Linked DNA regions of Mus musculus: region 2 is linked to region 1. Evidence: chromatin contacts called from public Micro-C data. All regions are on one chromosome and are shown on one strand. The core of a region is the stretch at or near the end of the contact, and the rest is flanking DNA. Distances in the headings are between cores, read along the strand shown.

Evidence for each region. Hi-C and Micro-C count contacts between places; a contact is called where the count stands out from the background.
Region 2: a contact with region 1 is called in a Micro-C map of embryonic stem cells, with 2.3 times the contacts expected there. The contact joins the promoter of Wdr66 here to the promoter of Orai1 in region 1. A contact is called at or near these places in 1 of 484 Hi-C or Micro-C datasets (embryonic stem cells) and 1 of 115 datasets of contacts at active chromatin or transcription factors (bone marrow-derived macrophages).

Annotation. Positions count from the first base shown.
Region 1 is chr5:123,013,563-123,016,638 of GRCm38.p6, reverse strand. Orai1 (ORAI calcium release-activated calcium modulator 1) reads right to left here and starts at 1,565. Exons shown (of 2, transcript NM_175423.3): 1 at 1,073-1,565. The coding sequence starts at 1,381. It overlaps Gm2479 (a long non-coding RNA gene), which reads left to right and starts at 1,612. Exons shown (of 3, transcript XR_387710.4): 1 at 1,612-1,912.
Region 2 is chr5:123,252,210-123,255,285 of GRCm38.p6, reverse strand. It overlaps Wdr66 (WD repeat domain 66), which reads right to left and starts at 1,498. Exons shown (of 21, transcript NM_001370840.1): 1 at 528-1,498. The coding sequence starts at 1,481.

The DNA.
Region 1 (3,076 bases), core at 316-2,815:
TCTCTGGCCTAGTGCACTGTGGGCTTCTAAAGCATCCGGGCTCACAACTGTGTTGATCCACTTGTTTGCAGGCGACAGGGAGAGACCCAGACAACACTCCCTTCCCAAGAAAACCAAGGGTGCCAACCACTCCCTTCCTCAAGGCCAAAGGCTTAGCTAATTCACGGGGGGGGGGGGGGGGGGGGGGGAGGCGGCCGTGATGGTGAAGGGGGGGGGCGGCAGACCCCACTGATGTAGGTTGATGTCATCGAAAGATAATAACAGCTCCAGGCAAACTCCAAGACAGGCAAGCCTGAAGGTATTCCTAGAGTTAAGGTCTGGTGCCTAACCTGCAGCCTCCAGGGGCGCCTCCTGCAGAGGCTTCGTACCACCTTCTTGGGACTTGAGGGGAGGAAAATATGCCTACCTCTTCATCAAGCAAGAGCCCTTTCAAGGGGAACATGTCCCACCCTCCTCCCCCACACCCAGTGACTCAGAGGCAAGTTTCTAGAGAAGAAAATGAGGGTGGGGAGTGGCACTCAACCCCTAGGCTGAGGCTCTTGGAAAATGCGGTGGGGTGGGGAGTGTAAAAGGGAGTAAGAGTTAGTGGAGTATGGGGAGGTGGAACGTATTGGGAAATCCCCTCCAATATTTGATAAAGTCTTGTTAATACCTTCCGGCCTTAGGTGTGCGAGAAGGCGCGGCCACAATGTAGCTCATCTTCATCTCCTGACACCTGTCCTCAGTGGGCTGGACCTTTTGCATCCTTCTTGTCCCCCTGATTACATGCAGGGCAGACTTCTTACATAGCAACTTCATGAAAGCAACATTCTTTGTAACCCTAACCTCTTTGCCGCGACAAGGTGCCCGTCTAAAAACACCTGCGCGTGGGTATCTCTATCTCTGGTCGTCCACCTCGCCCTCACAGCTCAGCAGCCTCTGGCTCCCCTCCGGCGCCTAGGACAGCTTTCCCCAGCTCTTCCCCTCACCCCAGGCACGCCCAGCCCGCTCCCAACTGTGGGCCCCGTCGGGGCTGCGGGCGGGAGCGGCCGAAGCAGGAAGAGGGGAGGAGGGCAGGGAGGCCCGAGCTCACCATGGCGAAGCCGGAGAGCAGAGCCGAGGTCCGGCTGGAAGCTTTGAGCTTGGCGCGGCTTAAGTAGAGCTTGCGCCAGGACAGCGCCTGCATCGAGTGCTCGTTGAGGCTCATCACCTCGGAGTAACTCTGGCCGATCCAGTCCGGGTAGCTGACGGCGGGTGGCGGCGGCGGCAGCGGTGGGGCCCCCGAGGGCTCCCCGTCCCCGCTGCGGCGGCGGCTCCGGCGGCTGCCGCTAGTGCTGCTGCCGCCGCTCACGGGAAGCTCCGGATTGCTGTGACTCGGGGGCGGGGCAGGCTCCGGATGCATGGAGTACGCTGCGAAGGCGCGGCTGGCGGCGAGCGCCTGAGAAGGCTGCGGCCCCGGGGCCGGGCCGGGCCGCGCCGCACCTCCGCCGGCCTCCCACTCGAGCCGGTCTCCCGCAGCCGGACGCACCGGATCCGAAGGCCGAGGCACTGGCTGCAGAACCGCTCCGCAAGTTCCAAGCGGCCGCGACCGGAGCCTGCGTGCCGACCGGCGTCCGGTCCCAAGCCGGCACCTCCGCGAGCTCCACGATTGGCCGGCGACCCGAGGTTATTTGCATACGCCACACCCACGAACACACCCCGCCCACAAGGCGGTGGGCGGTGTCCGTGCGAGTGACGTACCCCGCACCGCCTCCGACGGCTCCGCCCCCAGCCCCTGGCTCGCCTTCCTGGAAGCGCCCCACGCTGTCAGGCCTCGCTTCTCTTTGCAGCTGCTCCTGTGGCTTTGCTCCCGGAGCTCTTGACTTAGGCCATCCGAGGTCACCTCTGGGCGCCTCCTGAGGCCTATTTCCTCCTTGGAACAAGGTGGCAAAAGGTCTGTTGGAAAAAAGAGCAAGCGGAGGGCTACTAGAGTTCAGTGAGCGGTTATTGAGCGTCTATTGGGTGCCAACACGGTCCCAGGCACCGAGGGCAGGGTGTAGGCTTGTGATTGAGACGGACAAAGTCGATCCCGAAGATGTTATGCGTGCCTGGAGTCCCAGCATAGAGGAGACTGGAAAACAATGAGTTTGAAGGAGGAGTGAGCCCTTGCCTCGAAACACAAGAGGGACAAAATTCCCTGCACCCTTGCAGCCAACACTCTTGTAGAAAAGACACACAAACATCGAGTCAATTATAGTTCAGGAGACTGTAAATGTGTACAGAAAAAAAAAAGATAAAAAAAGGTGGATAGTAACAGGGTTTTTATTTTAATTTTAGAATGCTAGCCCCCGTTTGTATTTATTTATTTTTGAGACTACATAGCTCTGCCTGGTTTGAAACTTGTTATATAGACCAGGCTGGCTTCGAACTCACAAAGAGCCATCTGCCCAAGCCTCTGGACTACTGCCATTAGCATGTGCCTGCCATTAGCCTGTGCCTGCCATTCCCAGACCCCTCCGTAGCGTTTTCTATTCTGCAGGAGGCAGACTAAAAAGGTTCACACCTTGGGAGTCTCATCTGAGCTGAGACCTGGGCCAGCAAGATAGGCGCCAGGACCTAAGGGAAGAGGAAAATAGGGAGGTTCAGGGTGGGGCTCAGGAGATACCGGTAAGGTAGGGAGGGCACTGGGCTAAGGAACTTTAGGACACGTTAAGAGCAGTCTCACCGCTTTAACCCCCAGCCTTCAGAATGTTTCTTGGCACATACTCCACATTGAAGAAATGCTTGTTGACTGAATACATGTGGGAAAAACAAGAACAAATGATAAATTTAGATCCCAGTCAAATAAATCCTAAGCATGTGGTGTGGCACTCCAGGTCTAACAGTGTGAGAGTTAAACTCTTGTACAACCGCTAGAGGGCAGCCCTTCACTCAACCACATGGCACAAAAGAGAGGCCTCCTGTGGAGTTTCTGAGATTCCCCTAGCTGCTGCCTTCCCAGGTTTACAAAGATTGAGAACTTGGGGCTGGCATGGTGGCACAAGCCTTTAATCCCAGCGCTTGGGAGACAGAGGCAGGGCAAGAGGATCTCTGAGTTCTAGGCCAGCTACATAAAAGA
Region 2 (3,076 bases), core at 249-2,748, 240 kb before region 1:
AGAAATTCACACTATTATATCACAGGAACTCAGTCCCAAGACCTTCAGCTGACCTACTGACCCTTTACAAGTTAGGTACACACTTCATGGAAGCTTGGACTGACCTGCCTCCAAACTGGATTAAACCACCCTCCTAGGCATCTCAAAATTACTGAACTTAGCATATGGTTTTCTCTTCTCTTTAATGTGTGTATTTATGTGGTGTGTGTGTGTGTTGTGCAGGTGCTCAAGGAGTCCAGAAGAGGACATTGAATTAATTCCCTGGATCTAAAGTTATAAGGCATTTCATCATGGGTGCTGGGAACCCAAAATTCAGCCCTCAGTAAGAACAGCTAGGGCTCTTAATGGCCTGGCTGTTTCTCCAACCTCGGGACTGTCTCACTTTGGTTTTGTACTCCCACAGCCTGGCACATGCCAAGCACCAAGCGACAGACAATTCAGTGTAAATGGGTGGACAAGCTTCGGGGAGGACTCACCAGGGAGGATGATTCTGAGTAAGTGGGTGGATGAGCTTGGGGAGGACTCACCAGGGAGGAGCTTGACCTGGGTGGCTCATGGCTGATGACAATATTGTCCACCAGGGCTGTTTTGTTTTGCTTCTCTTTCTTTTCCTCCTTGGCTCGTCCAGCTTTTGTCTCAGTTGTCTCAGTATCTTCCTCCTCCTCCTCCTCCTCCCGCTCCACACTCTTCTCTTTCTCTTCCTCTTCTCTTCCCTCCTCCCTTTCCCCCTCATGTTCCGCCTCTTCCTTCTCCTGGCCCTCTTCCTCACCTCCCCTTTCCTTACTTCTCTCGCTCTCCTCACTTTTTTCCTCTTCACCGCTCTTCTCTTCCTCCCATCCCTCTTCCTCTTCCCTTCCTCTCACTTCACTTTCTTCCTCCCCTCTCACTTCCTCTCCCTCTCTCTGCTCCTCCTTCTCCACCCACTCCTCCAGCCCCTCTCCATCCTCCTGAGACTCCTCCCATGACAGTGAGCCCTCAGTTAGGCTCTGCTGCAGAGCATCTTCTTCAAAACTTGGATTATATTCCTCCTTCTCCTCCTCCTCCTCCTCCTCCTCCTCCTTCTCCTCCTCCTTCTCCTCCTCCTCCTTCTCCTCCTCCTCCTCCTCCTTCCCCTCCTCCTCCTCCTCCTTCCCCTTCCCCTCCTCTTCCTCCTCCTCCTCCTTCTCCTTCTCCTCCTCCTTCTCCTCCTCCTCCTTCTCCTCCTCCTTCTCCTCCTCCTTCCCCTTCCCCTCCTCTTCCTCCTCCTCCTCTTCCTCCTTCTTCCCCTTCTCCTCCTCTTCCTCCTTCTTCTCCTCCTCCTTCCCCTCCTCCTTCTCCTCCTCCTTCTCCTCCTCCTTCCCCTTCTCCTCCTCTTCCTCCTCCTCCTTCTCCTTCTCCCCCTCCTCTTCCTCCTCTTCCTCCTCCTTCTTCTCCTCCTTCTCCTCCTCCATCTCTCCACTTTCTCTTGATTCTTCTAGGGGGTTTTCTTCTGTATCTGACATTTCTTCTGTAGTTTCCGCTACAGAAATTTTAACGTAGATTCAGCAGGTCCCTCTATTTCCTGTGCCGGCTTCCTGAGGTGCTAACACGTCGAAATGGGCAGAAGCAGCTCTGGTCCCTTCCTGTGGGAAGAAAAGAATGGCAGCTTCTTGGGAAAGCCCAGCTCAAGTCTCAGAAATCTTTAAAATATTGACTTCCAGGGCCTCCCATCTTTCTAGGACTGATCTTAGAGTCTTCTCACTTTAAATAATTCATATTCCCACAGGCAACAAAATGCATAAGGCAAGCATTTGCAAAACCCTGCTGGGAGGAAGAAGAGAGGGAGATGGGCTGATGACTGAAGTGTAAGCTTGCCAGCTAAAGGTTCCCTCCTCTCCAACTTCCGCTAGCCTCGTTCTGTGACTAGACGCAAGCCATTTTACCCTTTCTTCAAATTTGCTCACAGGCAAAAAAATAAAAATGATAATCCTACATTCTCACATGATTTGCAGACTGGGGCAATACATGTCAAATGCTCAACACAGGTTCACCCAAAGTGTTTGCCAAAAAAAAAAAAAAAAAAAAAGCAGGGTGGGGGATATCAGGTACTATGGGGATAAAAGCAATAGTTTTCTGCAAAGAACCTGAGAGTTTTAAAGACCTCTGGGGCAGGTGAGACCCTAAGTCTAAGGTAGACAGAGCCCCCTCCTCTGGGAAACACATGGCCAGAAGAGAAAACTAACTCCCAAATCAACACATTCAACATGGTATGTGCAAAGAAAGAAAGAAAGAAAGAAAGAAAGAAAGAAAGAAAGAAAGAAAGAAAGAAAGAAAGAAAGAAAGAAAGAAAGAAAGTTAATTCTGGGCTGGAGAGATGGCTCAGTGATTAAGAGCACTCTGGCTGCCCTTTCAGAAGACCCAGGTTTGACTCCCAGCCATGACACGATCGCTCAGAACCATAAGTAACTTGAGTTTCAGGGGATCTGACACCCTCTTCTGTATTCTGCGGGAACTTCATAGGTGGTACACATACATACATGCAGACAAAACAGTCTCACACATAAAATCATTTTTTAAAAAAATTTAATTCCTCTGATACATTCTCTCATTTTGCACCTACATGAAGCAAGAGTTTGGGAGCAGGGGGCTAGGCCCATGTCTGTAATACTGCGATTCAGGAGGTAGAGACAGGAGGATCACTCGAGTTCTTAGGCCAGCACAATCTTTCTAAAAAAAGAAAGAAAGAAAGAAGGAAGGAAGGAAGGAAGGAAAGGAAAAGGAAAAGGAAAAGGAAAAGGAAAAGGAAAAGGAAAAGGAAAAGGAAAAGGAAAAGGAAAAGGAAAAGGAAAAGGAAAAGGAAATGAAAAAGTTTGTGGCCCTGGGAGGCACGACTTACGACAGAGCTAGAATTTAGTTCTTTTGTTTGAAAAAAATGCCACTTTGACATTTTCCACACCCAGGCGGGGGCAATGCCACAGGTGCGCAAGTCTATCCTACCACGAGGTCCAGGAGCCACCAGTTTCTTTTCCTGGGGACCTCCCAGGTCCCACACCCTTGCCGCTGCCTGGCCCGGACCCCAACCCGAGCCGCACCCTCCACTTCGCACTTACAGGGACGC